Regions from separate parts of the Mus musculus genome. Here region 2 is linked to region 1. The links are chromatin contacts, called in public Micro-C maps. All regions are on one chromosome and are shown on one strand. Each heading gives the region's core, a stretch centred on a gene start, on an enhancer-like site or on the middle of the called end of the contact. The rest is flanking DNA. Distances are from core to core; before and after follow the strand shown.

Evidence for each region. A called contact is a pair of places that touch in the nucleus more often than the background predicts.
Region 2: a Micro-C map of the HL-1 cell line shows a contact between it and region 1, with 5 times the contacts expected there. The contact joins the enhancer-like site here to the promoter of G730013B05Rik in region 1. A contact is called at or near these places in 22 of 484 Hi-C or Micro-C datasets (B cells, the C2C12 cell line, ECoMG myeloid progenitors and 12 more), 18 of 115 datasets of contacts at active chromatin or transcription factors (bone marrow-derived dendritic cells, bone marrow-derived macrophages, cardiomyocytes and 13 more) and 2 of 9 other capture datasets (adipose tissue and embryonic stem cells).

What each region holds. Positions count from the first base shown.
Region 1 is chr16:50,523,394-50,529,954 of GRCm38.p6, forward strand. G730013B05Rik (RIKEN cDNA G730013B05 gene) reads left to right here and starts at 2,852. Exons shown (of 5, transcript NR_040380.1): 1 at 2,852-2,989.
Region 2 is chr16:50,747,838-50,755,084 of GRCm38.p6, forward strand. No RefSeq gene overlaps it. Among named protein-coding and RNA genes, the nearest start is that of Dubr, 19 kb to the left of the region's middle. Within about 2 kb of position 4,269, at least 100 of the 459 cell types and tissues checked have an H3K27ac peak or open chromatin away from gene starts, as enhancers often do. A contact at or near this core is called in the C2C12 cell line, the HL-1 cell line, adipose tissue and 7 more, where this site is marked.

The sequences.
Region 1 (6,561 bases), core at 1,602-4,101:
ATATGTAACTTATGAAACATAGCCTTGAGTCAAGAGTTTCTCAAATGCTTCTGTTGGAGAATATAATCTCTCTTCTGAAATCGACTTTGTTAATTTTCACCAGACTTTTCTTAGGCCTGAAGAGTCTCGCTCTCTCACTTCTTCCCTCTTGTGGTATGAAAAGAAGTTGTGTTGTGTAGAAATGCTATTCCTGCCACTTCTCAGGCTCCTCTCTGCACTCCTGACTGTGTGCATCGCACTGTGTGTCTAAACTAGTGTATGTGATATGCACAGTGTTGTTATACTGAAGGCTTAGCAACCACTCCAGAGACAGAGACCTTTTATTCCATGAGACCTGTTTGTGACCGAGAAGCCCTCCAGAGGTGCTCATAAATACTTTATTTATAAATGTAAGTATACGCATATTCTGTGGGAATATCCACGTTCTTTACTTGAGAACTAACCCGACATGGGAAATGCACCGATGCTAAACTACTACTTTGCCTGGTCCTGGCTCACTCTTATGGTCCCTGACGGTGAAGAACCCATTTACCCATTCCTAAACAGCAGTTGAAACTTCTCTGACAATTTTAATTGAAGATGTTGGATAAAACAGAATTCCCCTATCAGTCTGGAAGGCCATTCCTGGCTCAGCCTCACACATAATATAGATGGAAATTTTAAAATTAATTAATTATGTCCAGCTAGTGAAAGAATGCTGTACTGGCTGATTCTAGAATCTTCTTGGCTTCTTCGTGAGTTTTTTCTGTTCCTTGAGAACATTTAAGCTATCCATGGCGAAAGTTTGTGGATGACTTCCTTAAGTAAAATGTCCCAAGTGCACAAGTCACTATAATTTATCAAAAGCATCGGAACGAATGGAGAACAAAGACATGTAGATGGGAATGACTGACAAAGTGAAGGAAGCTGCTAGGGGCTCACCAGACAGAAGCTGGACCAGCAGCGAGCTAGAACTGGAAGTTCCTGGAAGCGTGGATGTTTAAAGTTAGATCAATTTACAACAGCTCAACCTACACTCAAATGTTGTGTCGGTGTGAGGGCAGAGTGCTTGGGGCTAGGATTACAGGGTCTCCTTTTGAAAAACCAGGAAACAGGATGTGTTTATGGTTAGAGAATATTTCTGTCATATTTTCAAGTTATATTCTCAGTTTTGCTTTAATCTCCAGAAAACTTTTCAAGTAGAATGACTATAGTTTAAAGTCTTGGAATAACACAAAAAATATATTGAATACAGTTTCCCTCTGTTTCCAAAACTTGCGTGGGAGCATTTTGCAGTGTGTATAAGTGGATCTGATGCTTTAAACTCACTAAGCACATTATTTAAAGTTGTAAGCAACACTTGATAATGAGTTCAGCTCTTTTCCTAAGTTTTCAGTTACACTAAACAGAGAGCTTATGTTTGAGTTCCCAAAGAACACTAATATAACAGAAAAAAAAAGAAAGAAAGAAAGAGGAGAAAAGAAAGAAAGGGGGCGGAGCGATGGCGACAGCAGTCTCACAGCAGAGCTGTGAAAGGGAACTGTATGATAAACAGCAGCTGTCCCTTCACAAGTGAAAAGGAATTCTCTGAGGGACATAGGTAGGCCTTGGAAAAGAATTCACGCTTAGGTGTTGATGTGTCAGGCGGGCTTTGCTGTAACAGGCACTGCGCAACACCAGGCCGAGGATAAAGTCACACAGGGAACATGGAGTAGGGGCCAGTGTTACATGCAGCCTGTTAAGTGTTTATCGAACTTTCGCGGAGAGTGCTGAGAGGTGTATCCTGAAGATTTTCTTTTTCTTAGTCTGAGGAAGAGTTTTATCTCGGCTGGTTGATGCAGAATCAGCCATGGTTTTGTTTGTTTGTTGTCTGTCGAGGCAGGTTAACTCCGTGTAGTCCTGGCTGTCCTGTAACTCACTTTGTAAATCTGTCCTGTAAACCAGGCTGGCCTCATATTTAGAGATCTGCCTGAGTCTGCCTCCCAAGTGCTGGGCCCAAAGCCGTGAGCAGCCACTGCATGGGTCTGCAAATGGTTTTAATAAAGAAAATGATGTATTAGTTATTGAGAAAGGGCAGCATTCTTCTGGGGTTTGTCCAGACTGTCAACATCTTTATATCCAAGAGAAAGTGAGAAAAAAGAGTGAGGAGAAGTAGGAATGCGGTGAGCAGGCTGTTTAGTGGTCGGCACTCAGTGCTTAGGGCTGAAGAGGGGATACTGCCACTTCAGTTCATTCTTGTTTTTATTTTATGTGTATGAGTGCTTTGCCTGACTGTATGTATGCGTACCCTACGCATGCCCAATACCCACATCGAACAAAAGAGGACGTCAGATCCCTTGGAACCTGAGTTACAGATGGTAGTGAGCCACCATGTGGGTGCTGGGAACCCACCCCACGTTCTCTGCAAGAGCAACAAGTACTTTTAACCATTGAGCCATCTCGCCAGCTTTTTTGTTTGTTTGTTTGTTTTTGTTTTGATGCTGTAACCTAGAACTGTACTGTCTCCGAGATGCCAATTCCCAGTAACAACACGGAGACGTTTCAATAATTATCAATGCTTAAGGCCTTTGCTTACTTAGGCTTGTTCCCAACTAACTCCTATAACTCAAATTAACCCATTTACACCAATCTGCTTTCTGCTGTGTGGCTCATTACCTTTCCTCGGTCCGTATACAACCATACAACCAACTTAACAAGGCTGGTGCAATCCCGGCCTGTGAGTCTTTCCTGGTGTTCCTCTTTCTACCCGGAAGTTCTGCCTATCCTCTCCTGGTTAACTATTGGCAGTTCATTAAACCAATCAGAGAATGCCGTAGGCAGGTGAGGCGGGACAGAAACATATCTTCACACAGCTTACAAAAGGATTCTCGAAATAGAACTCTTTTCCCCCTACCCCCAAAACGAAAGTAGAATAGCTCAGCAAATCACTCCCATTTCTTTCTTATTTTCCCGGCGTCTTAATTATCACCAGCGGGATGGACAGGAAGAAAAGTCTGGAAGACACATTTAGGTGAGCAACACCCATTTAGCCATGTCCAAGACTTTCCTGTGACTGGGGGAGACACCAGTGGCATGGAAATTAAATCCAGGGTCATCGGAAGATTTGTTTAAGGGAACATCTCTAGTAAATTCTCCCATAAATTCTTTACCCCTGCCTTTTTTATATTGGAATTACTGGTTGGCATTAGCAGGAAGGAAATAATTGAGTTCTACTGGGTTTCTCTCCCCCTCTGGGAGACAGACTTGACAACAGTCAAATATGCAGAAGGCAAGCAATTAGCAGAGGAAGGGGGCTGGGGGGGGGCAATCTAGACCGGACTGTCCATTTATTGTAGCTGCTGAATTATTCACATTCTTACTTCTGGGCTGAGGCAGTGTGGTTTGGATGCGGTAGAAAGGAAATTGGGAAGGAGGCACAAGACTCTCTAGACCTCATTCTGCAGTGCACTGTGTCCAGACCTCATTCTTCAATTTGCCCCCGTGTCAGCAGACAATTCTCTTCTTGGAGGGTCTCTGATGTGTTTATAAAAAGATAAAGAAAAGGAGTGATATGTTCTATAGGCGTGTGGTGAGGTATGAGGGAAGGGGATGTCTCAGGGGGTCCATGCCAAGGCATCCCTTTCCCTCCAGGGACCAGCCACACGATGGTATAGTATAGAATAGTTTATTCAGGGCATGGGGAGGGGAGTTAAGAGGGTAGTAGGGGCAGAGAAAGGCAGAGAGAGTAGAGAAGTAGAGGCCGACCATGAGCACGTGGAGAGAGGGGGGAAGGGAATGGGGAAGGATAAGGGGACAGAGCAGAAACAAGAAGAGAAGAGCAAGAGAGAAATAAGAGAGGGAGGAGGGGGCAAGCAGCCCCTTTTATAGTAGGTCAGGCCGACCTGGCTATTGCCAGGTAACTGTGGGGTGAAGCATACCTGGCTGTTGCCAGGTAACTGTGGGGGTGGAGTTTAGACAGAATGCTTAACAGTCTCTTTTTATTATTATTATACATTTTGTTGAGCTATAAATGTTTGTTCATCTTTTGGGATATAGTCCATAGATTTTGGGATTCAGTCCATAGATACAATATATGCACTGGAGACAGCAAGCTCTTCTAGCAAATGGAACCATGGAGGAGTGTGAAAGGTGGAACGTTCACATTTTATCATAGAGTCTGAGAACCAACAGTTACATTTCAGAGCTACAGAAAGCCCAGTAATTCTTCCTACTGTGATTTCGTGCTTAGTACACTTCTCCCCATACCCTTCCCATCCTAGAACTCGCTCTGTAGATCGGGCTGGCCTCCAACTCAGAGATCTGCCTGCCTCTGCTTCCCCAGTTCTGGGATTAAAGGCATGGGCCACCACTGGCCTGCCTGATTTAGTTCATTTTTAAGGTCTGAATATTTTACTATACATTTTCTTCTAATGGACACCTTGGTTAATTCCATATTTTGAGAGTGGAACTATCTGTTTGATACAGTAATTAATTTTGGTTAAATACGTTGGAGTTATTTTCTGATTGGGAATGGGGGGTTGTTAACAAGCTTTGTTTTACATCACATCCAACTGAAGAGGTTTTAATACACATCTTTGTAAATCTGGTCCAAGAATGAGAAGATTGCGGCAGACTGGTTGCTTCAATCCCTTCGTGGCATTAGCTGCGAGGACTAACTCGAATGATCACCTCTCATGTCTCATAAAACCAATATTTCAATCTTATATAAAAACAATATCTACTTGTTATTGACTCTGGAACAGTAAAATGATACAAGGCTTTCAAAATATCCAGTGTTCTGCCCGCTTGTATAATGAACCGTAGCAGATGATTCACAGAATACAGTGGTGTGTATATGGGTGGTTTTGATACAAGATAGAATCTTCGTAAGTGTTTGCTAAATAATAATTTTCTTTTAAAGAGTAAAGTTTCCTTTGTTGTTATAAAACTCAAGTTCTCTATTATCCCGGGTATTACTGACCCAAGAAATCTAATGCTTATTTGGGAGATCTACTTAAATTTTATGCCCAATTTCTGTCATATTAATACTTTTATATCGTGAGGCTCACAATAATTAAGAAAAACAATTGAAAGCTAGCACTCCCATTAGAGTGGGTGAGCCGAGAGGAAGGGACTGAGTCTCTTTAGCCAGATCCTGCCGCGTGACGACGGCTCTCCTAGATCCATCCACGGTTCCTCTGAAAGTCACTAGGTACGACTGATTTCGAAACACACACACACACACACACACACACACACACACACACACACACACAAAGCAGAATTACATTTTCTGTGTTGTTGGTCAGGCTGAAAACAGAGCACGTAACTTTGCGAGAATCAGGGCAATCGCAAATGAACTTCCGTTCCCCATTGGCTTCCTGCGGCTGTGAAGGATCTCTAGCCGAGCCGCCCGCATGTGCTTCTTACGGGGCTTTCAGTGAGAGAAGCCCGAGGGTAGCGCCAGGGAGAAAGCCGCCAGGCAATCTCGGAGGTAGCCTCCTAGAAAGATCGCGGCGAGGGGAGGAGCCCCGATTGTCCTGGAGAACAGCGCGGCCCCATCCGGGAAGTGGCCGCCCGCGGGGGGCGGCTCCTGGTGCCCGCGCCAAGGCGCACAGCGGGAACGCGCGGAGCCCAGCACGGCCTCCCCGGGGCCTCCGGAGCCCTGCGGCTCGCCCGGGGCGAGGCAGCTCCTCCCCGCAGACTCTGCTTCCGCCAGATCGGTGGCCGCCCGTGTCCCGGTAGCACCGCGCCCAGGGGCCCCAAGAGTCTCGGCCGCGCCCAGGGGCTCTCGGATCCGGGCGCCGCCCCGGTCTTTCTGTCCCCCGGGGATGCGCATCGTGGGTACCTGCAGCCGCCCGGGAACCTAGACCCGGCCAGTCCGGGAAAGCGGAGCCAGCCGAGCTCCCGAAGGTCCCAGTGGACTCGGGCGTCTGCTGGCATCCGCACAGTGCAGGCGCCTAGGCGACGAGCGCGTGCGGGGTTTCTCAGTTGTCCCCCCGCAGAGCCTCCTCCGGCGTCCCCCTACCTACGCAAACACAGTCGGGGCTGCCAGCTGATTCTACCTCTTCCCCGCCCTCCCTTCTTCCGCTCACCTCCGTCCATCTCTCTCATATCTTCTTGCCAAAAGCTCCAAGGCAAAGATGGACATGAGCGAACAAGTTAGGATACGGCCGAGCGCGTGTGCGCTGGGAGGAGGGTGGTAATGAAGTGGGAGAAAATAATGAAAACGAAATTAGAAACACCCGAGAGTGTAACCCCACGCGCGCGCGATGCTCTCAGCCGCCAGCAGTCTCGGCTGTGTCCAAGTGGAGGCAAATTTTAAATATTCAATTCTAGGACAGAATCCACACAGCACAGGCGCCAGTGGAGCCCCGGGCTTGAGCTCAGGATTTAGTGCTTTTCCATGAGATACATCTTTATTTGCATTACAGGCACCAGAGGGATAACACCTACTTGTGGACGCCTCTGGGGACAGATTCTCGGGGCGGGTGGCCTTTGTCACCTCTGCAGCAGGTCAGGGGACTCTGCTGAAGGTGCAATGGGGAAGGCAGCGGCTTGAGACCTGGGGGAAACACCCTGTGCTCTAACGAACGTGCTGGT
Region 2 (7,247 bases), core at 3,019-5,518, 230 kb after region 1:
TTTATGGTCTTATAACTATACCTTAAGGCAGAGCAAAACAAAACAGAATAGTTGAGCTCACCACCTAGTGGTGACAGCCCTGAAAAAAAAATCTCCCCTGAGTTTTTGTCTGAGAACTCAAATACATTTCTCAGATAGTTTGTGTAAGTCGATACAAAATCACCGGGCACAATTCGTTGCCTGCCATGAGCAAGTAGTACATACTTTTAATTTTCTTCACATCAGTAGGATTCGTTATTCTAAAGCAACCGTTGTAATCATTTCTCCCTCATGACGCAATGTTACACATGGCTCTGATCTTATAACACATTTCCACATCCTTGCTATAGTATGTGCTTAGGTGCATGCACAATAGATGTGACTTCACTTCCTCCCATTCTGGGAGGGTATACACATGTACATGAGAACACATGGTTGGACATGTGACAGCATTAACAGAGCGGCAATGACAATGACAATGACAATATTAATATAATTAAAGTGAATAGTGGCTCTTCCAGCAGAAGCTGGGTGTCTGTGTCAAGTAGACTGGAGAGTCACTAAACACGTCTCACCACAGGACCATCTCAACAAAGCACACATAGGAATGACACACTAGCAGTCACTATGGGCTTGGCCATTTCCCTAGCAGATCAAGGTGTGGGGAGACTCCTGGGTGCTTCAGAATCGTAATGAAGATGCCAAAAGCCACACTGGAGAAAAGAAAGGGAATTTATTTTCTTCTAAAAATCGAAATTATGAGATAATCAGGTAAAGGTGTGAAATTGGAAAGGATTACACCAAGTGAAGTAACACAGGCAGAGAAAGACAGACGCTAACTATTCTTTCTCATATGGAAATCTTCTCATTGGATATTTAGATGTGTGTGTATCCCTAGGTTCCAGGAAAGTAGAGAAAAGCTATTGGCCAGATACATAAGGGAGGAGAGACAGGAAGTAATAGTAGCTATAAAAACATGCCAAATATTTGATATGTGACACCCAGGTTGAGAACTACTGCTTTAGAGGGTTGGACACTGCGGTTTCTGGAAGCCATGAGTTATTAAAGAAAACTAGAATGCCAGTGTCAGGTTTAGAGTGCTTCTTTGTGAGCTGTTGGTCATGGAGGTCCCCAGGGGTCCCCAAACAATACCTAGACCCCTCAGGGAGCCTACTACTCTCTTTTAGCTTAATTGTCATGATACCAAGATGCCTTCAAAATATCTTTGTTTATAGCCATAGCACGTTCCCTGTTTACCTCTTCCAACTAGGCCCCACCTCCTAATGACCTGTTCAGCCATGAACCCATCAATGGATTAACCCACCGATGAGGTTAGAGCCTCCATAATCCAATTGTCTCTGAATCCTATTTCAGTGACGACCAAGTTTTCAACGCATCAACCTTTTGAAAGTTTTTGCATATCAACCACAAGAAGTAATAAAACAGGCTGGGTGTGGTGGTGCAGGCTTGGAAGGCAGAGACACTGGGTTCTCTGAATTTGAGGCTACCCTGATCTGTATAGATAGTACCAGGGCAAACTTTGTCTCACCAAAAACCAAACCGAAACAAAACAAGAGTAATAAAAAAAACTAAAAGACTAAAATATCTCCATTATGTTGCCTGTGTAGCACATATATACATAATTTCCCCAGAGGCTAAAAGAGTACCAGACCCCTCAGGATCTGCAGCTGCAGACAGTTGTGAGTCACCTCTAGGTGCTAGGACTTGAACCTGCATCCTAGGCAAGAATAGCAAGGGCTCTTAACCACTCCAGCCCCTCCACGAATAATTTAAGGCAAAATGTGAGGGTCAGTAATGGAGGGGAAAATGTGCTTTCATCTTGTTCTGTTGGCTGAAACTCTAGCTCCCAGGACAGCTATGTTTCCGATTAATTCTGTGGTAGGATAGTCTCCTCCCATCAGCCCTCCTCTAGTTAATCAAAACAATACAAGTCACTGATAAGTATTTTTTAAGGGTGCCTTTTAGTTTAGTTGTAGCCTAATAATACTCAGATATAATAAAATTAGCATACAAGGTCGTTAGTCATAACCTTGGACAGCCATCTTTACTATAGAATGGGCCCTCTTGATACAATTTGAATAAATAAATTTGTCAATTAAAACCACCTAGTTCATCAAAGAAAGTAAGCAAAACAAACTAAAACAAATGTCACGTGCATTTTATTGATCGGAGACTGATTTAAGCACTGAAAATACAGAGCTGCATAGATCTGGCCCCTCACAAGTTTTAACAATAGGTGGGAAGGATGAACAATGAATCTGCAGATTAGGTTTGTGAGGTCACAACATATCCCAGAGCTGGATGTTCCCCAGAGAAGCTCGAAGAGGAACAGCATTTAGGACAATTATGCTTTCCTGGCAACTTGATTGGATTGAGAAACACCTAGGAGAATCTAAAGCACACATTTAAGAGTATCTAAAACTCCAGAGATAACTGACCATAGCTGGGAGGTGGACCTGCCATGAATGTGGATAGAATTGTCCAACAAGCTGAAGGTTCAACTCCATGATCTCTCTTCTTCCTGGTTGTCTCAAGGTACCAGCTCTGATCTACTTTGCCCTCAAACTGCCATGCTATTCTGTCCCACCACAGGCTCATAGGCTCCCAGTAATGAGTAGCAAGCCACGGACTGAAACCGCTGACCACAAGGAGCCTCAAATAAAGCTTTTTCTCCTTGTAAACTGTTTCTTTCAGGGATTTGTCACCATGATGAAAAGTCTTATTAGTGTGGCATAGAGGTGGCTTGGGTCAATAGCTGCTTGTCTTTGGTGTGTTTTCTGTGAATTTTGGTGTGTTCAGCAGTGAAATGAATGACTTAGGGACATGGTCTGAAGAATGGCCAACTGCTCTTGGTTTGCCTGATCCTTTCTCAGTTTCAGCTCTGATTTTGAACCTTGAAGTTCTGGGAGGCCTCAGATGCCTGGGAAAACTGCTTACTGTTTGTCCATATCCGGAGAGAACTCTTGAAGATTTTGATGTGACTGAGGTGCCCAGAAAGAATGTCAGTAAGAAGATCTCTATTTTAGAAATGGCATTTCAGTTTATTTTTCTGTCCATATACGTATTATATGTACACACACTTTATTATACACACACACATACACACACACACACACACACACACACGTGTTAGTCAACCATTAGGAAGATATATCATTTACAGGAAGATGGAGAGAATTGGAAATCTTTAGAATAAACAGACAAGGCTCAGAAAAACAAATACCACATTTTTCTCATATATAAATCTAGATTTAATTTAAAAAGAGTTGAAAGAAGACAGAAGCTATTTGGAAAGTGGGAGGAAACCAGTAGGAAGGGCAGGAGAAAGTAATAGGATATGAATATATACAACATACATTATTGTATATAAAATGATGTAATTATATGTATAATATATGAATGCAATAACAAATCCATTAGTCAATAAAATGAATATATGTGAATAGTGATATAAATACTAAAGATTTTAATTTAAAAAATTTAAATATAAAATTAAGCAAAGTTTTACATTTATTTAGTGTGTGGCATGCAGCAGTCAGGGGATCACTGCCTGGAGTAAGGTCTCTCCTTCTATCTTATTGGTTCTGGAGACGGAGTCAGGTTGTCCGGCTTGGTAGCAAGTGTTTTTACCCTCTAAGCCATCTACCTAGTTCTAAAAATTCAAAATCCACAAATGTGTACAAGGATAAAGCTTAATAGTTATAACAATGTGTAGCATAAACATTCTTGCAAGAAGCAATGGCAGAGCGTGAAAGAAGTCATGTCTAATGAAAAGAGCAGAGTGCACTTGCAGGCATGCGCAGTGCCCTCCCCCGCTCTGCCCCGTGGTCAGCTCACATCCCAGAACGAGGTTCGCTCTGCCACATTTGTCCATGAGAGTTTTGTGGCACAGTGTCAAACATCTGGACACATGACACACATCTGAAAAAGATGTAAACAGGAGGTTAAGTGGATCAGGGGCTGCACTGATATGTATAGCTGTTCGATGACAAGTCCGTGTGGTATTATCCTGCCTTCTAGTATGGGGATTATGTACCCCTTCCCAGTCCACAGGTTTTAGCTATGAGAGAAAGGTCAGTTTGCATTTCATAGGCCAACCTTCAAATATTTCCATTTTTATTTTTCTATAGGGCTAAAAGCATTGCCCACCCGAAATGCAGACATTAATGCCAAAATACCTTGTTGATTCCAACACCTATATGCTGCTGTGTGTGCTCCCACTGTGTGTAGGTTTGCTATGGGCTGACCTCAGGAAGGAGTGTGGCAGTAAGCAAGGAATGAACAAGCAAACCAGTAAATAGCTGGCATAGTTTTTGTCCTCTGAGAGTGAAGAGTTTTGCTGAAGAGGCATAATCTTATCAAAAATAAACAAATAAATGAAAGGCAATTTAATAGAGACAGTTTAAACATCAGCTCTTTTTTTTTTTGTAGTTGTTGTTAGTTCAGAATTTAAAAAGAAAGTAGGACCAGAGCCAAGCAGCCAGTTCTAAAGTGACGTCCTTAAACTTTAGAAGTTTCCTTGGCGCAGCAAAAACATTCCAGGAAGTAAAGCGGTTATAAATAGTTTCGGATCATTGTGGAAATGTACTGGGAACCTGGCAGAAAATGAATCAGTCGGGCTTTCCACAAGACCCACCTCAAATGAAGATCCCAATGCAAAGTGGCAGGAAGCCGTCTAGGGATGCCGCGACTAGGGATGATGGGCCGGTGGCGATGGGGTTCCAGGCATGAGAAAGAGACTCAGTCTGAAGTGCTCTCAGGCTGGATCAACTCTAAGGAAGGAGAGCATTAACAGAAGTTTTCCTAACAGAAGAAGAAAGGCTCCGGAAGACACCATTTCTAGCAAGGCAGGCTTTCTCTCACAAGCACTGAAGATGTTTCTGTCTGGGGTAAGGGCTTCAGCGTAGGCAAGCAGGTATAACGAGCACCATTGCATTTGGGTGGATGGGGGGGATAAACAAAGGTATTTCTGGAGAAATTTGCAGTATTTTTTTTACATTCCCATCTCCAATATGTCTCATTGTGAGCTATGGATGGACTGTGATGTCCAGTTTAAATAGGAAGTCCCCATAAAGCACGCCGTGGAGATTTTAGTGCCACGAGAACGGCTTCCTTTGTATCTTTAATTTTATGTGTATGGGTGTTTTTCCTGCACACGTATCTGTGCACCACGTGTATTCAGTGATCAGAAGGTATCAGATCCCTTGGAACTAGAATTACAGACGGTTGTTAGCTGTCAAGTGAACGCTGGGAATTGAACCCCTGCCCTCCGCGGGAGCAGTCAGCATCAATGCTCACACCCAGAGAGCATTTCTCCAGCTTTGCCCGCTCCGTCCTCCATCCGTCCTTTCTATCTCTGAAGGTAGAGTGACTGACAAAAATAGCCATGTTCCCTTTTATACCTTGGATGGATGCTTGTGAAATCATGTTCCTGTTTGACGCGTGAGATGGGAAAATTACAGAACTCCAGAAGGGGGTGTGGAAAGGGGCAAAGAGAAGAACTCTGCAGTAATGGAGTTTGCCTCATGGCTCTGCCGTTGTTTACCTCGTTTCCTGGGCTCTGGGGACTTCTGGACCAGAGAGCTAAGACATACTTTCCCTGGAAAATGCTGGGACTTTATTAGGCTGGAAATAATAACAATAAAGCAAAAGTAAAACTTCCTATTGAAGTTTCTTTTGAGCATTGATGAAAAAAATATTAGACCAGTGGTATGATGGGCAACTTATCAGTTCTGACTTCTAGGGAAAGTTTAAGTCAAAGAAAACCTCTCCAAAAGAGGGACACTGAAGTTCTGAGAGTTTTCTTTCCCAAGGTCAAAGGGTGAAATAGTTTGCAGCTCCGAGAACTTGTGATTTCCTTCCTGCTTCTTTTTATCTCTATCAACCCTGCATTCCACTGCTTTGCCGTTGATGGCCCTTCCTCCCCACACCTTCTGCAGTAGGGACTTTCCATTCAGTCTGGTGGCAGCGGTTCTGGCAACAGCTCTTGCACTTGTGTGGCAAGCTTTTAAATTCCCATGCTTTTGAGCAGCTGCAGTCAAGCTGACATGAGTCAGTGGGAGGGGCTTAGGGGAACCTCCAGGGAGCAGTAACTTTTTGACAGTCTCACAAACAGAACATTTTAAGTCTAATGACTCTAAAAGCTCTCCCTGTACATGCAAAAGCAACTGCAGTTTTCCCAAAGTCTACTGTTTTTTTTTTTTCTTTTCTTCTTCTTCTTTGTCTTCTTTTTTTCTTTTGGTCCCCAGAAAGAATCAGGTTTCTGCCTATAGCAAGACACATTCTTCAAGGATTAACTGTGACCTCATAGCTAAAGTGGATACAAAATAAAATCTGGAGACAACTGGAAAGTGAGAAGGGGTGGCAGGGAGACATTTGGGAATACAGAAGTGCCAAGCTCTGGCTTTTGCAGGCAGGCCTATTGCCTAAATAGGGAAGGCAAGTTATTATTTTTCTCTTCTTCTACTCTTACTGTACTCACATAGGTGATTTTCAGTGTGGGTTCCTTTCCTAAGGCCTCAAGGGTCCCAGATGGCTTGTTAGAGGATGAACGTCTTCACCTCAGGCTCCTTCATCGAGTACCGAGAGCAGGCAGTGCCCTTGTCTGAGGCCACTGCATCGAGTACCTAACTGCTGATATTTGACCCTAGAAGAAGGTCAACTTGGTCAGCCTATTATTAAGAGAAAAACAAGGATAGCAATGGATCACAGACCCCTTCGGGGAACTAGAAAATGACCTCCACTTCTCTATTTCCGTGCACTGTTCTTCCCAGTGTAGCCTTTCCCCGTTCTTTGTTGGGTATCATAAAATGAAAAGAGTGAAGAATGCGGGATCCCTTCTGGGAGGAGTGAACCACAGAGGAAGGGGGAACAATTGATTCTTTTGATAAATGAAAATTTAGACGGTGCTTTTCCTTGCAATTTGCAAAGACAAAGCAGTGTCACGATCAAGTCCCTCTTTATACCGAGAAAAGGCAAGAAAATGGTTATCATAGCATACATGCAAGCAACAGCCAGAGGTCGGTTGGAAACGCAGAGGGACGATCCCCACGGCACTGCAAAATTTCACTCGGTGACTCACAGGGACAGGTGAGGTTAAATGTTGTAAAGAACTTTGTCTCTGTAACTCCTTCCATGGGTATTTTGTTCCCCCTTCTAAGAAAGATCAAAGTATCCACACTTTGATCTTCCTTCTTCTTTGAGTTTCATGTGTTTTGCAAATTGTATCTTGGGTATTCTGAACTTCT